Regions from separate parts of the Rattus norvegicus genome. Here region 1 is linked to region 2. The links are chromatin contacts, called in public Hi-C maps. All regions are on one chromosome and are shown on one strand. Each heading gives the region's core, a stretch centred on a gene start, on an enhancer-like site or on the middle of the called end of the contact. The rest is flanking DNA. Distances are from core to core; before and after follow the strand shown. Region 1 has its middle 95 kb from the start of Bub3. Region 2 holds the start of Bub3 (BUB3 mitotic checkpoint protein).

Evidence for each region. Hi-C and Micro-C count contacts between places; a contact is called where the count stands out from the background.
Region 1: a Hi-C map of Schwann cells shows a contact between it and region 2, with 1.7 times the contacts expected there. The contact joins the enhancer-like site here to the promoter of Bub3 in region 2. A contact is called at or near these places in 2 of 12 Hi-C or Micro-C datasets (Schwann cells and mammary epithelial cells).

What each region holds. Positions count from the first base shown.
Region 1 is chr1:195,854,277-195,857,504 of GRCr8, reverse strand. No RefSeq gene overlaps it. Among named protein-coding and RNA genes, the nearest start is that of Bub3, 95 kb to the right of the region's middle. Within about 2 kb of position 1,599, at least 4 of the 93 cell types and tissues checked have an H3K27ac peak or open chromatin away from gene starts, as enhancers often do. A contact at or near this core is called in Schwann cells, where this site is marked.
Region 2 is chr1:195,758,858-195,762,226 of GRCr8, reverse strand. It overlaps Bub3 (BUB3 mitotic checkpoint protein), which reads right to left and starts at 1,695. Exons shown (of 8, transcript NM_001047906.2): 1 at 1,628-1,695; 2 at 1,172-1,366; 3 at 475-544. The coding sequence starts at 1,366.

The DNA of each region.
Region 1 (3,228 bases), core at 350-2,849, 95 kb before region 2:
TAGTCCAAGGATATATGAGACATCCTATCTTCACACTCCGACCACCGTGAACTTTACCATGCCTTCCCCACCATAAAATAAACTGAACACATCCTGATACTTAACTGAGAAAGAATCAATCACACCACTGATTCTCACCCATTTATTAACATTCATTTGCAAATGAGTTTGCATTTCTAATGCACCAAGTAACAAAAGTCCAAATATGCGTTTATCATGGCAACTAGAAAAACTAATGTCTTAATAACTATTCTATTGCTATGAAGAGGCACCATGACCAAGGCAACTTATAAAAAAAAATACATTTAATTGAGGACTTGCTTACAATTTCAGAGGGCGAGTCCATAACAATCATGGTATGGGAAGTATGAGCAGACAGGCAGACATGGTTGTGGAGCAATAGCTGAGAGCTTACATCAAATCTTCAAATAAAAGTCAGAGAGAGATGGGGAGAGGGAGAGGGAGAGGGAGAGGGAGAGGGAGAGGGAAAGTCCATATCCAGTGACTCCAACAAGACCACACCTCCTCATCCTTCCCAAACACTTCCACCAACCGGGGACTAAACATTCACATATCTGAGCCTATGGAAGCCATTCTCATTCAAAGCACCACAGTGTGTAACTTCAGATCTTTACTTGCCTCTCTGAATGTCTGCCTTCCCAAAGATGACCCTCACTCAGACATCCTTGGATTTAATAAGATCATCATAGGAAGTTACACTAAAAGGATGCCCGAGGAGAGAGCTCTGTCAGTAAAAGGCTTTCAACACAAGCATAGAAACCTGAGTTTTGTCGCCAAGACCCATAGAAAAAAGCTGAGTGGGAGAGTGGGCACCTGTGGCCCCAGTGCATGAAAAGTAGAAACAAGAGGATCCCCTGGAACTCCCTCGCCAGCCAGGTTTGACGGATCAGCGAGCTTCCAGTGTGGTGAGCGATCCTGTCTCAAAAACAAAGATGGGAAGCAATGGGGGAGGACACCCAACATTGACCTCTCAACTCCACACAAATGCAGACATATGCACACACACTAAATTGATTAATTGAAACAAAACCACACAGACAACAAGCATAATCTGGTGTCAAGCCCTAGGCCAGTGCTCTATGAGCAAGGCTGCCTACAGTGTGCATGTCGTTGATGCTGTGTCACACTTACAGCTCATGGAGCAAGTGACATAGTCATACACCAAGCCCAGGCTATGCCTCTCCAAAGTTCCTTGCATCTTTTTCTGTGAGATGAGGTCTCAGGAACCTCTTGTCATCAGAGCAATGGATTCTGCAGGGGAACCAGGGAGCTGACAAATGACACTGACAGCACCCATCACTAACTTACTCTCTCGGCCCTTTGCAGCTTCGCCTGACCCGAGGAACAATTGAAGGAGAAGAACTTTAAAAGAAAAAGGAAAAAAAAAGCACCACTTTAAATTTCAGACCAATTCAATTTGGGAATATCAGTCGTGAGGCGAAGCTGTTAGACAGGGTTTCTAAGTGACTCATCCTCTTCTCTGTCCATTTCAGGGGAAAATGAATGTTGCTGCTAACATTTGACATCAATCGCCCGATCACATGTTGTCCCATCATTACTCAGCACTGACACAAAGGGAGGAAAGAGACCTCTGCTCGAATGGCGCTCTCAGACAAGGAACCAATTCACAGTCCCTGGTAACGGCAGAACAGGGAACAAAATGAAATTTGGCTAAAGAAGCCAAGGTGAGTCATGGTGGGGAGGAGGTGGAGCCAGGAGTCGCAGAACGGCTTTGTGTGCCACATTTAGTTTCTTAAATTCTATCTGCATATTTGGCTGTCCGGTGCCCTGGATCAGCCTGTCCTCGAAAAGTCAGCAGAAACGGCAAGGCATCCAGACCGCAGGATGACCCCGCCCTCAACTCTCTGATTGGGCACGCACTCACTCTATCTAGCCCCATGAGCAGTATCACGGCTACTGCTGATATAAGACACAAGAAAGCTAATCTTTGATTTTTAAGCCATGGCCACCCTCCAGGCCAGATGTGTGGGAGTGGAGAGCTGGAACCGCTGGAGTTCAAAGGTCCTTGGCAAGCCCCATGCTGGATAAAAGAGTAGGTCAGAAACTCCTGAGGTCCTCATGAGAGCTGAAAAGCTGACAGGTATTGTAGATTCTCGTTACCATCTCTCCTGCAGGCGGCTCAATTATGTGAGAACAAGGTCTATACCATGACCCAATTTCAAAATAGCATTATTGGTAGAACCAGGAGCGAGTAGGTAAATAGAGGGTGCTGCTAGCCATGGGAGCACTAAGCACCTCCTTCCTCTTCTGCTGTCTAAAGGACAGCATATAAATAGAGCTCCAGCACCCTCAGCAAACTCCTTTTTGGCTTCCATGTGGACCTCGGCTTCCAAATGCACATGTAAAGGACTAGGTAGCTGGAGGCAGTCCCTCCCACTCCTCCCTGGCATGCCACCTCAGGGACAGATAGACAGATCTTTAGTGAGGGAAGCATGCTCACAGCCAGCCTGGGAACCTTTCCTCTTTGTTCCCCTGTAAGGCACACGCAGACAGGAGAAACCTGTGGGCGTACTTTTTCCAGGGAAGTCCATCCTCCATAAGTTGCATTTTCTGTGGGGTGCAACTCCTGGAGCCCTGATACTGAGCACCAAGCAGTGAGAAGGAAAAGGTGGCTGCCAAATCTGCAGGCCAGTGACAGGAAATGTGACAGGGCTGGATGACAACCAAACATGTGTTGGACAAGAGAGTGGGCAGATCAAAGGGATAATGATGGTGGGGGTGCCAAATCTGAGGTCACGTGGTCGCATTTGTGGAGGAGTGGAAGGCAAGGCCAGCAGACTTCCCAGGAGCAGCCTGGGCCAGTGAGCTAAGTCCTGTCAGAAGAGGTGGCCAAGCCAATTACCCACACAGAGGCTGCTGAGGGCTCCCTGAGATCGCCGGTACTCATCAACGGAGACGTCCACACATGTAAATATTTATTTGGAGCCAATTTTGAAAGTGTATAAAGGACAAGAATTTAAATTACTCACAGGCATGAATGGAAATATGATGGAGTCCCTTAGGTAAAGAAAACTCTTGCCCTGATGAGTTCTTGTCAAAATATACATGGCCTCTTCTTCATCATTTAATTGTGTGGCTAATCCCCTCTCCGCCATAGAATATTGGCAAGGGTTGCTTATTTCCCTAAAAGCCTTAAATTCGAATGTGTACGTTTCTGTTTGCCTGCAATTAGCGTGATGTATCTAT
Region 2 (3,369 bases), core at 446-2,945:
TGCCACAGTAAAACCATAACTCTTAAGAAATGTTTTTTACACATCCCACTGAAATACATTCTCCTGCTAAGAATACAAAGGCATCACTAAAATAAATCTGACCAGCTACCAAGCTCCGTTTTTAAAAGGTACTTCTTTTTTTTAAGTCTGTGGAAAGACTACCCTAAAGTATCAAACTGTCCCAAGAAATCCTGACAAGTCAGACCATGGATCCAGCCCACTGCTTAAGACTTCCAAAGGTGATGGTCAAAGGCTTAAGTGGCTTCCAGTAAACACGTAAGACAGTGCTCGAAATGGGCTTTACTGCAAATCACATGTTCCATTTGTGGTAACTTCTTCCAATTTTAAAAGTCTATTCTCAAAGCCATGTTTCACCTTCACCTAAGGACTCAAAACAACCACTCTTCCTAAATAATCATGTCTACACGAATGTACTAGTAAAGAAAAACTGGTAAAATGTCGCCATAGTATTACCTTGATCAGTATTCAAATCATGCATTTTCAGTTGATGATCTAGTCCTCCACTCCAGGCATGTGTTGGATCCTACAAAGCAAAATTTGGTTTTGATTTTCATTTTTTTGGGGGGTGGGGGGACACACTATGTAGTCTTGGCTGGCCTCAAAATTCAAGAGATCTGCCTGCCTCTGCTTCTGGGATTAAAGGCGTGGTCACTACATCCACCCACGCCTTAAATTTTGAGTCACTCCAAAGTTACATAGCTTTAGCAAGCATTTCAAAATTGCTATTTCTACAGCCAACTGTTATGTCCAGTGTGACAGACATTAAGTAAACAAAAATGCAAGTTAAGTGATCTTAAACTAAGCAACTACTGGGTAGCTTTATCGAGATGGACACCAGAATGTTATGGCTAAACCAGGCGACATTCATTACTTTTAAAAGGATAGCTAACCCCACCTTGCTGTTAAATTCAAACAATTACCTATGTGCAGAAAGCTGTACTCAAGTCTGAACTTGAAAAGAGAGATTGAAATTGCCATGAGATTAGAAATGAAAACACACCATTGTAATAGGCTCAATGCCAGGCTAAAGTGCACGCATCCCCGAGTAGTTATGAACTGTCCGAATACTCCAAACCGTGTATAAGGATGCTACTGGCAACGCCTAGGACAACTTAGTAAGGGGACAGGAGCAGAAACTGAGTCCACCTACGTAGAAGGCGCAGTCCAGGACAGCACCAGTGTGCTGGTACTTGAGCCTCATGGAATTGGCGGGCACATCGTAGAGGCGCACGGACGTATCCCAGGAGGAGACCAGGAGGAACTGGGAGGTGTTGGGGCTGAACTTAACCGAGGAGATGCCATCCTCGGGTGGCTGGTTCAGCTTGAATTCATTCGAACCGGTCATCTGTAGAACAAACGCTAAGATTGAGTCCCTTACCGGAGCAACAGAGGCGGGCCAGGACCTGCGCCTGCGCAGCGCGCGGGCCCGCCTTGATCCAGGCCGGCCGCCATCCCGCTACCGCCGAGCTCCACCGGGCCTGGCCTCCTTCCTTGCCCGCAGATCCCCAAATAGAACACAATGGACCTCGACCGAACCCCTCTGTGCATCGACGCGCCGGCCGCAGGCCACGAATCCCGCTCCGCCCACCTTCGCCCGGACCTCTACCTCGTGTTCGCCTAGGCAACGTTTCTGCACCGGCCACTACCGCCCCACTTCGCTTCAGAGCACTCGCAGGCAAAGCGGAGGAGGCGGAGAGGAAGCTCTGGAGCAGGCCTATCATTGGCTCATTTCGAAAGCCAACGGCTCGATCTCGGTAGCTGATTGGTCTGATCTACTGCCTGCCTCATTTTCCGCAGTCATCCTGTTCCGGCTCAAAGGGAAGCCGCGTTTTTTTTTTCCGTTCACCGGGTCTCTTAGTACCACCCCGCCAAGGTTACGGCTCTGGAGTTGCGGAAGGAAAACTACAACTCCCAATATGCTCAGGTCATGAAGGCACTAACGCCGGTACTCTGCATGCTGGGAGTTGTAGTCTCCCTGAAGCTGCCTGCCCGACTATCCACAGACTACGAGACAGAAAAGATGTTTTATCTAGCTCTAGTTGTGACATTCTTCTCCTCTATCCCTCAGACGCAGAATTTCATTTTGGTTGATACTACTATAGAGCTAAATTAATATTTTCTTTCTGGACGAACACATACCCCTGGAATTAACCCAAACTTGTCACACTGAAGGATACTTTCTAGTCAAAGGCACTATTTGCTTTCACTTTGCTGGGTTTTCAATCTATGAACTAGAATCTCATTCCCCTTGAGTTCTAGTGATCTCATAGGGGATAGCCGTCATTTGTATAGTTTTATCTCTCCACGGTTTTCAAGCACTTGAATTCCAGGCCTGGTAAGAAGTTCTGGGAATACACAATCAAACTACTTGTTTTAGAAGAGCACCTCATCCAGAAGGGGGATCATAGCGAGACACAAATAGTTTCAATCTTTTCAAGCTCAACCAGAATCTTTTAGGGATATTCATCATAGGACCTAGCATTGTGGCTGCCCTCTCCTCTTCCACCTTACCCTGCCATATCATGGGAGGCTCAGTTTGCTGCACTTTCCGTTTCTAGAATCCTCTAGAAATATGAGAATCAAAAGGGTTGTTTCAATAACCAGAATTGTTTTGATTCTGTGAAAGAAAAGCAGTACTTAACAAACAACATGGTGACTGGCATACTGACAAGCAAAATGTTACTGAAAGGTTCAATTAATCCATGCTAGTTCTTCTTTCTCCGCCCCCTCTTTTTTGAGACAATCCCTTTTATTCTGAAATTATTGCATGAAGTAGGAAGTTGTCTCTAGTTTTAAACTATTTAACTTTCAAGTACATTTAAAAAATTATCCTGTGTGCACAGACTCTGAACTAAATGCACTTAAGATTACACACACACACACACACACACACACACACACACACACACACACCAGCCTTTTGTCCTGATGATGGTTATTATGACTGAAAATTTCTGGTCGTCTTCCCTCTCTGAATACTTCTAGTATTTGGTTCTTTCTCTCTCTTCTCTTTCAACAAATCAGTGGCCAAGTTCAATTTTTTTTAATGCATTGAGTTGCTTTGCATTCTAAGTTTAGCAAAATAATTTTACCTCTTGACTTATTTGGTTCTCTTTCCCAGTTGTTTATTTAATTCTATTAGTGATTCCAGATTCTGAGCATAAATTACCTGCTAATAAAATCTAAGCATATTTCATTATCCCATGTGTGTATGATTCAGGCCCCTCTGGCCATGCACTTGCAGCCCAACTCTATTTGAGTTTTAAGAAACGTCAATCTTTTAAATCAAGTTTAGAGCCTGAAAAGAGATGGACTATTTTGCTGATTATTCAAATGAATTGATAGACT